Linked DNA regions of Gossypium arboreum: region 1 is linked to region 2. A link is a contact called in public Hi-C data. All regions are on one chromosome and are shown on one strand. Each heading gives the region's core, a stretch centred on a gene start, on an enhancer-like site or on the middle of the called end of the contact. The rest is flanking DNA. Distances are from core to core; before and after follow the strand shown. Region 1 holds the start of LOC108483048 (COP1-interacting protein 7). Region 2 holds the start of LOC108483223 (trafficking protein particle complex II-specific subunit 130 homolog).

Region 1 (3,049 bases), core at 176-2,675, 180 kb before region 2:
CATAATAAAATTCTGGGATTAAGATGTAAGCTATCAAATAAATCAAAACAAAAAAAATATATGGTAGAGAATGCTGAAAAGCATACCTTAGATGAAGTATATGGCTTTTGGAAATTCCCTGAAAGAAAACATACAATTCTCAGACAAACAGGAATTAAACACTCTTTGAACATAAAATTTGGGGACCAAACATACCATCTGGATCTGTCGTCCCGGCAGCGTTTGCTTCGTACGATTGAATCGAATTCTCGATCTGTTCGATTTCCCTCTCCACTGTCACAAATCTCTCAAGAACTTCTGGTGTACTAACAAACCTCACAAACCTGTTAAAATGCATTAGAAATCATTAACAAGGTATAATGACACAAAAGAGTTAAAAAACAAGATCTTGTTTCTTCCTGGAGGAAAGTAATGCAATGTCCTGAAAGAGCTTTTACCTTAGGAGAGTGCCTTTGGTGAACCAGGGAGGAGATGAGGCGACAGGGCGAAGAGTTACAGAGTAGCCTCCTTTAGAAATTTGATCTTTAGCAGCTTTGAGGTGTGAAATGAAGGGTTCTAGCAACCCTGATGCCAATTTCTCGTTCTCTTTTCCAGCAAAAATCACCAGATCACATCTTCCATTCAAACCCCAAAGCCATTCTCAGATGAATGTCCAAACAATCAAAAAAGAAGAAAAAGACGACATTTTTACAAGGCATGCAAAATCTTTACCTGGTTCTAGTAGGTGTAAGTTGGAACAAAGCATAATCTAGACGTGTCCTGAAGTCCATTTTTTAAGCCTTACAAATATACAACCAGAAGTTCCTGAGAGACAAGACAGAGAAGCAAACACTAATTCTTTCACAGGTTGAGTTCATCCATTGTTGGAAGTTTCAGTTCCTTGCTATGTTGTTACAGGAACATGTTCTGCTGACAGACTGAAAAAAATGAAAACATGGGAAAAGTTTTATAAACTCAATTGAGGGAAGTTTTCATTGGATCTTGTGCTGTTTCTTCGTGCAGGGTCTTTTGTACTATTTTTGTTTAGCTTGGAAGAATTATACACATTATGGAAATAATAAAAAAGAAATGCCAGTTCTGAAACTGAAGCTTTAGCACATGGGAAAGTATTGAGGATCATAAGGAGAGAAGTAGGAGACAATAAATTTTTTTTTTTTTAATTCAAGATTGGTCCCAGTTACCGACAGTTGTATCCATCAATTTCCCTTCTTCATGGCAAAATTATTTTAATTATTATTTAACCTTCTATTTTCTAAATCTTGGTTAGTTGAGAGGTCTTTCTTATTCTTTATAACATTTCCATTCTGAATCTGCATTGGAAACTTTAATTTATTCAATTTAATGTAAAATTGTTTTGAGTTTCACTTTAGTGAGTAGACAGAATGAGTGAGAGAATAGGCAAAGAATAAATGAATTAAAATGGCAGCTTTCACCTCTGCCAACCAAATATTCCAACCCAATAAATTATCATATACATTCTTCAAAGTTACCTCTCCTCTTTCTTTTCTTTTTTTTTTTTTAAATTATGGGTACAGTAAAATATAATATTAGGGTGAGAACGAAATAATATGGTTTGAATCTATATTTAATAAGTGTGATAATAATTTTAATTACTGTTTTATATAAGACAACTTAAATAACATTTTAAGTAATACTGCAAGAGATTATCAACAAAATTTAACTTATAATCATATGTATTAATTGTTATTACATATAAGCAATATTGCTAGAGATTATCAACAAAATTTAACTTATAATCATTTGTATTAATTTTTGTTACATAATATAGTTGCAGTAAATAAAATTTATAGTTTGACCATAATGGGCTATTTTGATGAAACCCAACATATTGTAAGTGTTTACATATAGTATTAAAGTTTGAGTAACAACTAAAGGTGAAGTCAGAGAATTATTTAGAAGGGCTAGAGATGAATTATAAATTTTTGAAGTTAATGTGCAATTTTACTATTATATTAATTTGAAATTTCTTAAATTTTAAAGACCCTAATTTATCATTTTAGATAGGCCTTGGCTTCCCCACTGGCCACTGCTAACAACTAAATAATCAGATATTTAAAAATATTAATTAAAATTTAGATAGTGAAGTGAATTAGAATTATAATATTGTGTTTAACCCAAAAAAATATAATAATGTTATTCTTTTCCTTGAAAATTATAATAATGTTAAGTAACAATTAAATATTATTAAATCATATTTATATTGAAAATAAATCAACGAAATACAAATATATAATTGAAATTTTGAATAAAACCCATGCAACCGCCGTAGAAATGTTCATGGGTCGAGTCGAGTTCGGGTCGAGCCTTGAAAAAATTTTAAATTTGGAATTGACCCGGCTAAAAATGCTAGAATTTGGATTCGGCCCGCCAGTGTTATTTTTAAAAAAATATATAATACATCAAAAATACTAAAAATATTAAAATAAATGTTTCCTAATAAATTGAAATAAAAACATAATGCAACTTAACAAGAAAATACCTCTAAAATAGTAGCAAAATTAACAATAAAATAAAAATTATATAATATTCAAATAATAACAATAAAATAATAGAAACATAATAGTAAAATTACAGTATTATAGTGAGCAAACAACTTTTTTTTTTTCTTTTTGCAAATTCGGGCCAAGCCTAGGCCTAAAAAATCTTATCTAAGGCCTGACTCATTTTCTAAACAGGCCTAATCTTTTGTCCAAATTCATTTTCAAACTTATATCTTTATCTAAACCCTCACTTTTTCAAACCAACATTCCACATCGTAACTTGATTTTAAATGTAGCTTTCATTTAATAAAATACATGCTATTTATACCTAACTTGAATTGATGAACAAAGATATTTCGATTAAGTTTGACTTTTAAAATATTATTTTTAGTTTTAGAGTTAGAATTTATTTATTTTTATTATTGTCTTTAAAAAAATGGAATAAAAAGTTAATCTTATTCTATGAAGCCACAATCATCGACAAACTTGATATTCATCACTACCTACAATATTGTACTTGTAATTAGTAATGGTGAAAATTTTCAAAG
Region 2 (3,183 bases), core at 406-2,905:
TCCATTGCCATGGTATTGTTTTAATTCCCAGAATGAGGTTTAAACCAGATAATGGCAGCTAAAATCACAACATCTGCAAAATCTGAAACTGAGAATATAAGCAAATACCATTGAAATTACTGAAAAATATTTGAGGAAATATTGGCAAATTAAAGTAATAGAAAAGAGGGGAACCTCTCAAAAGCTTCATTATTTTAAAACTGTGCAAGCATCTTCTTTCACTTTTTTGTTTCTTTTGGTCATAAAGAACTGATAGATAATAAGCAGAATCATGGGTTTCTTTGCGTTTTTGAAGATTTTCTCATATTGAAATCAAAATATGGTGAGTATAATCTATTTGTTGCAAAGCCAAGAGAGTAGAATGCGCTTTGCCTTGCAGTCAAGCAACATGGTCAGAAGATATAACCATATACCCAATGAATTGAATGAGCCTGTTGTATATTAGCAAGGCGAAGTTTATATTAGACATGACATATAGTTAATGTCAGCGTAAAAACAGCATTAAGGGCGATTAAAAACAATGGAGAGTAAACAAAAAAACTGCTGCTCAGAAAGACAATGCAACACCAGTCTGAACCTGCACAAGAAAAAACAACTTAATGCTTCAATGGCCTATATATCCACATGGTTCTCCAAATGCCCCTTCACAAGAAATACACCTTTGGAACTCATTGAGGGGAGACCGAAATTTTATGGAGAAGTCTTCGAAGTGCCATTTAATCAAAGCTAAAGGAACCATTAATAGGTTAATATTATCCCCGAGTTGAGTGAAGATTTTTTCTTCCAACTCTATGGAAAATCCAAGTGACTGAAGAGAACATGAATTCACAAAGAAGAAACGCCTTACTAGGTTAAATCTGCATGACACTAAGTCAACTACCAAAGGAAATGATGGACATTTGCCTATAGTAGGATTTAAACTCCCAACCTATAAGATATAGGCTACTTGAGGGAAGGCATGTACCGTTTGGTCTAGTTGAAAAGACGCATTTTGTGGAGGAGAGTTTAACTCCTTTTGGAGAGGTTTTTAAAATAACATTTATCAAAAATAGACAAATCCTTCAATGGATTAGTATTGTCTCAAGTTGAATCAAAGTTTTGTCTCTTGATATTTTGTCTCTTGATATATGGAAAGCCAAAGTGCCATGAGTTTGCAAAGCGAGAATCCTCATTGAATCAGGCCATATGTAGCACTCGATTAATTATCAAGAAAATGGTGGTTATTTACTATTGGTAGAGTTTGAATATCTAACTTATAATATGTAAGTTAAGGAGAGATGGTACCACTCTCTAGAGAGTTAGAAGACAAAATCTTACCTTATCTAAGGATAGTACTGAGGTCCAAAAATATCTCATGTTAGAGGGGAATTATTTTAAATAAAGAACAACCGAATACACTAAAAAGAATCTTATATCAGATTAGTAATTAAACCTGTTGAAGCTGCAGAATAGGAGAGACTGAGAGAGACCAAGTCAGATTAACTATTGAAGCAGTAGAATAAAGGAAAGACCAAGTCAAACTGTGTAAGGCTTTGTTTGTGGAACCCATAGCTAGCAATGCTGGAGGGCAGGCAAAGTACTCCATAGAAGCCTAAAACGCAAAAGGAAGACGGTCCATAAGGCTGATTATTAGTATCACTTAATACAATAATATGCAAACTAAATTATCAATGTAACATCCTGGATAGCCTTCATGTGTGTGTTTGCTGACCTGGGATTTCGAAACTATGTTATCCCAACTCTTTATTGTAAAAATTCGTATCAAATACATACCCGTATTCCACATCCATTCAGCCAAATACTTTAGCCTGGAATGTTTCTTTCAGGAGAGTAAAACACAGCATTTGCAGGCAATGGAGAAGTAATTTGGGCTAAAATCGATCTTTTCTTTCAGGCCTTATTTAGTTGGGCCTAAGAAAAATCTTTGAAACATGGACGACGCCATTAATGAGGCCCAGCTGACACTTTGAGAAAACATAGCGCTTAACGAGGACGAAGCGGAGGAGAAACTAGATCCTTGGGTTGGAGCATAAGCGAAACTAACACTCCAAATCTCTCACTAAGATAAATTAACCATTTTTCCTTCACTTTTCTGCATTTGATCTAATGGATTTTGTAAGTTTCTTTTAGATCGGGAAAGAAGAGAATGGCGAACTATCTAGCTCAGTTTCAAACAATCAAGAGCACTTGTAACCATCTTATCATTGCTGGTAATTACTTTTTTTGCTTCTCATTTGAATTGAACTCTTCCAATTGAACTTTGGGTTTAGGGTCACTTTTAAATCTCTTTTGGGGATTTTTATGGTGTTGGGTGTGCGGGATCAGGGATGTGTTTACTTTAGTGTTAGATTTCTGATGTGGAAATTCTAAAGGTTGATGTTATTTATTCATGATTTAAGATTTTGAGTTGATTTTTTTGAAAGTAAAGGATTGTCTAAATGTGAAGAGTTAAGTTTAAATGGATAATTTTTGGTGATCATGAGGTAAATGTTGTTGCTTTCAGCTTCTTAGTTGATTTTATGAAGCGAGTACTTGATTATTTTTTTTCTGGGAATTTATTACAACTTAGAAGTAGGGAGAAGTTAATACTAAATCTTCGATTGCTTGCATCAATGCTGGTGACTGTCTAATAAATGTCGTTGCTTTAAGTTTTGTACTTGATCTTTTTGCCTTCTGGATCGGTTAGATGTATGGAATGCGAAATGGAAATATATGACCTATGGATATTTAATCTATCAACTCCAAAGTTTGTTTCTTTTCTAGTTGTTTGTATTTAATAGTAATTTGTGAATCATGGTTCGGAACTAGCTCACATTGTTCCGATCTTCTGCTAGCTTCAGATTTCTAACTAACTATTTCGTCGTCAACTGCATTACAGTTGAAGATGTCAGTGACTTGTGGCCTACTGTCAAGAATAGTTTTGAAGAGCGGCTTCCATTCAAAAGGTCTTGCTTAAATAACAAGACCCGGAATCCTGTGTTTGTAGAGAATTTGCCAGCTGAATACATATTAACAACTGATGCAAGACTACGTAGCAGATTTCCTCATGAGCAATATTTATTTTGGTTCCGAGAGCCATATGCAACTTTGGTTCTTGTTACATGTGAGGTACATTGATTCCAGTTTATGATCTTTATTGGAGGTGAACTAAATTTTAGATCCATGATCACACGTGAGAAAAAG

The links. A called contact is a pair of places that touch in the nucleus more often than the background predicts.
Region 1: a Hi-C map of leaf shows a contact between it and region 2, with 2.9 times the contacts expected there. The contact joins the promoter of LOC108483048 here to the promoter of LOC108483223 in region 2. A contact is called at or near these places in 3 of 5 Hi-C or Micro-C datasets (all in leaf).

The regions. Positions count from the first base shown.
Region 1 is chr1:114,094,723-114,097,771 of ASM2569848v2, reverse strand. LOC108483048 (COP1-interacting protein 7) reads right to left here and starts at 1,425. Exons shown (of 9, transcript XM_017786232.2): 1 at 712-1,425; 2 at 438-614; 3 at 196-323; 4 at 87-118. The coding sequence starts at 770.
Region 2 is chr1:113,913,864-113,917,046 of ASM2569848v2, reverse strand. It overlaps LOC108483223 (trafficking protein particle complex II-specific subunit 130 homolog), which reads left to right and starts at 1,655. Exons shown (of 21, transcript XM_053030594.1): 1 at 1,655-2,210; 2 at 2,879-3,108. The coding sequence starts at 2,147.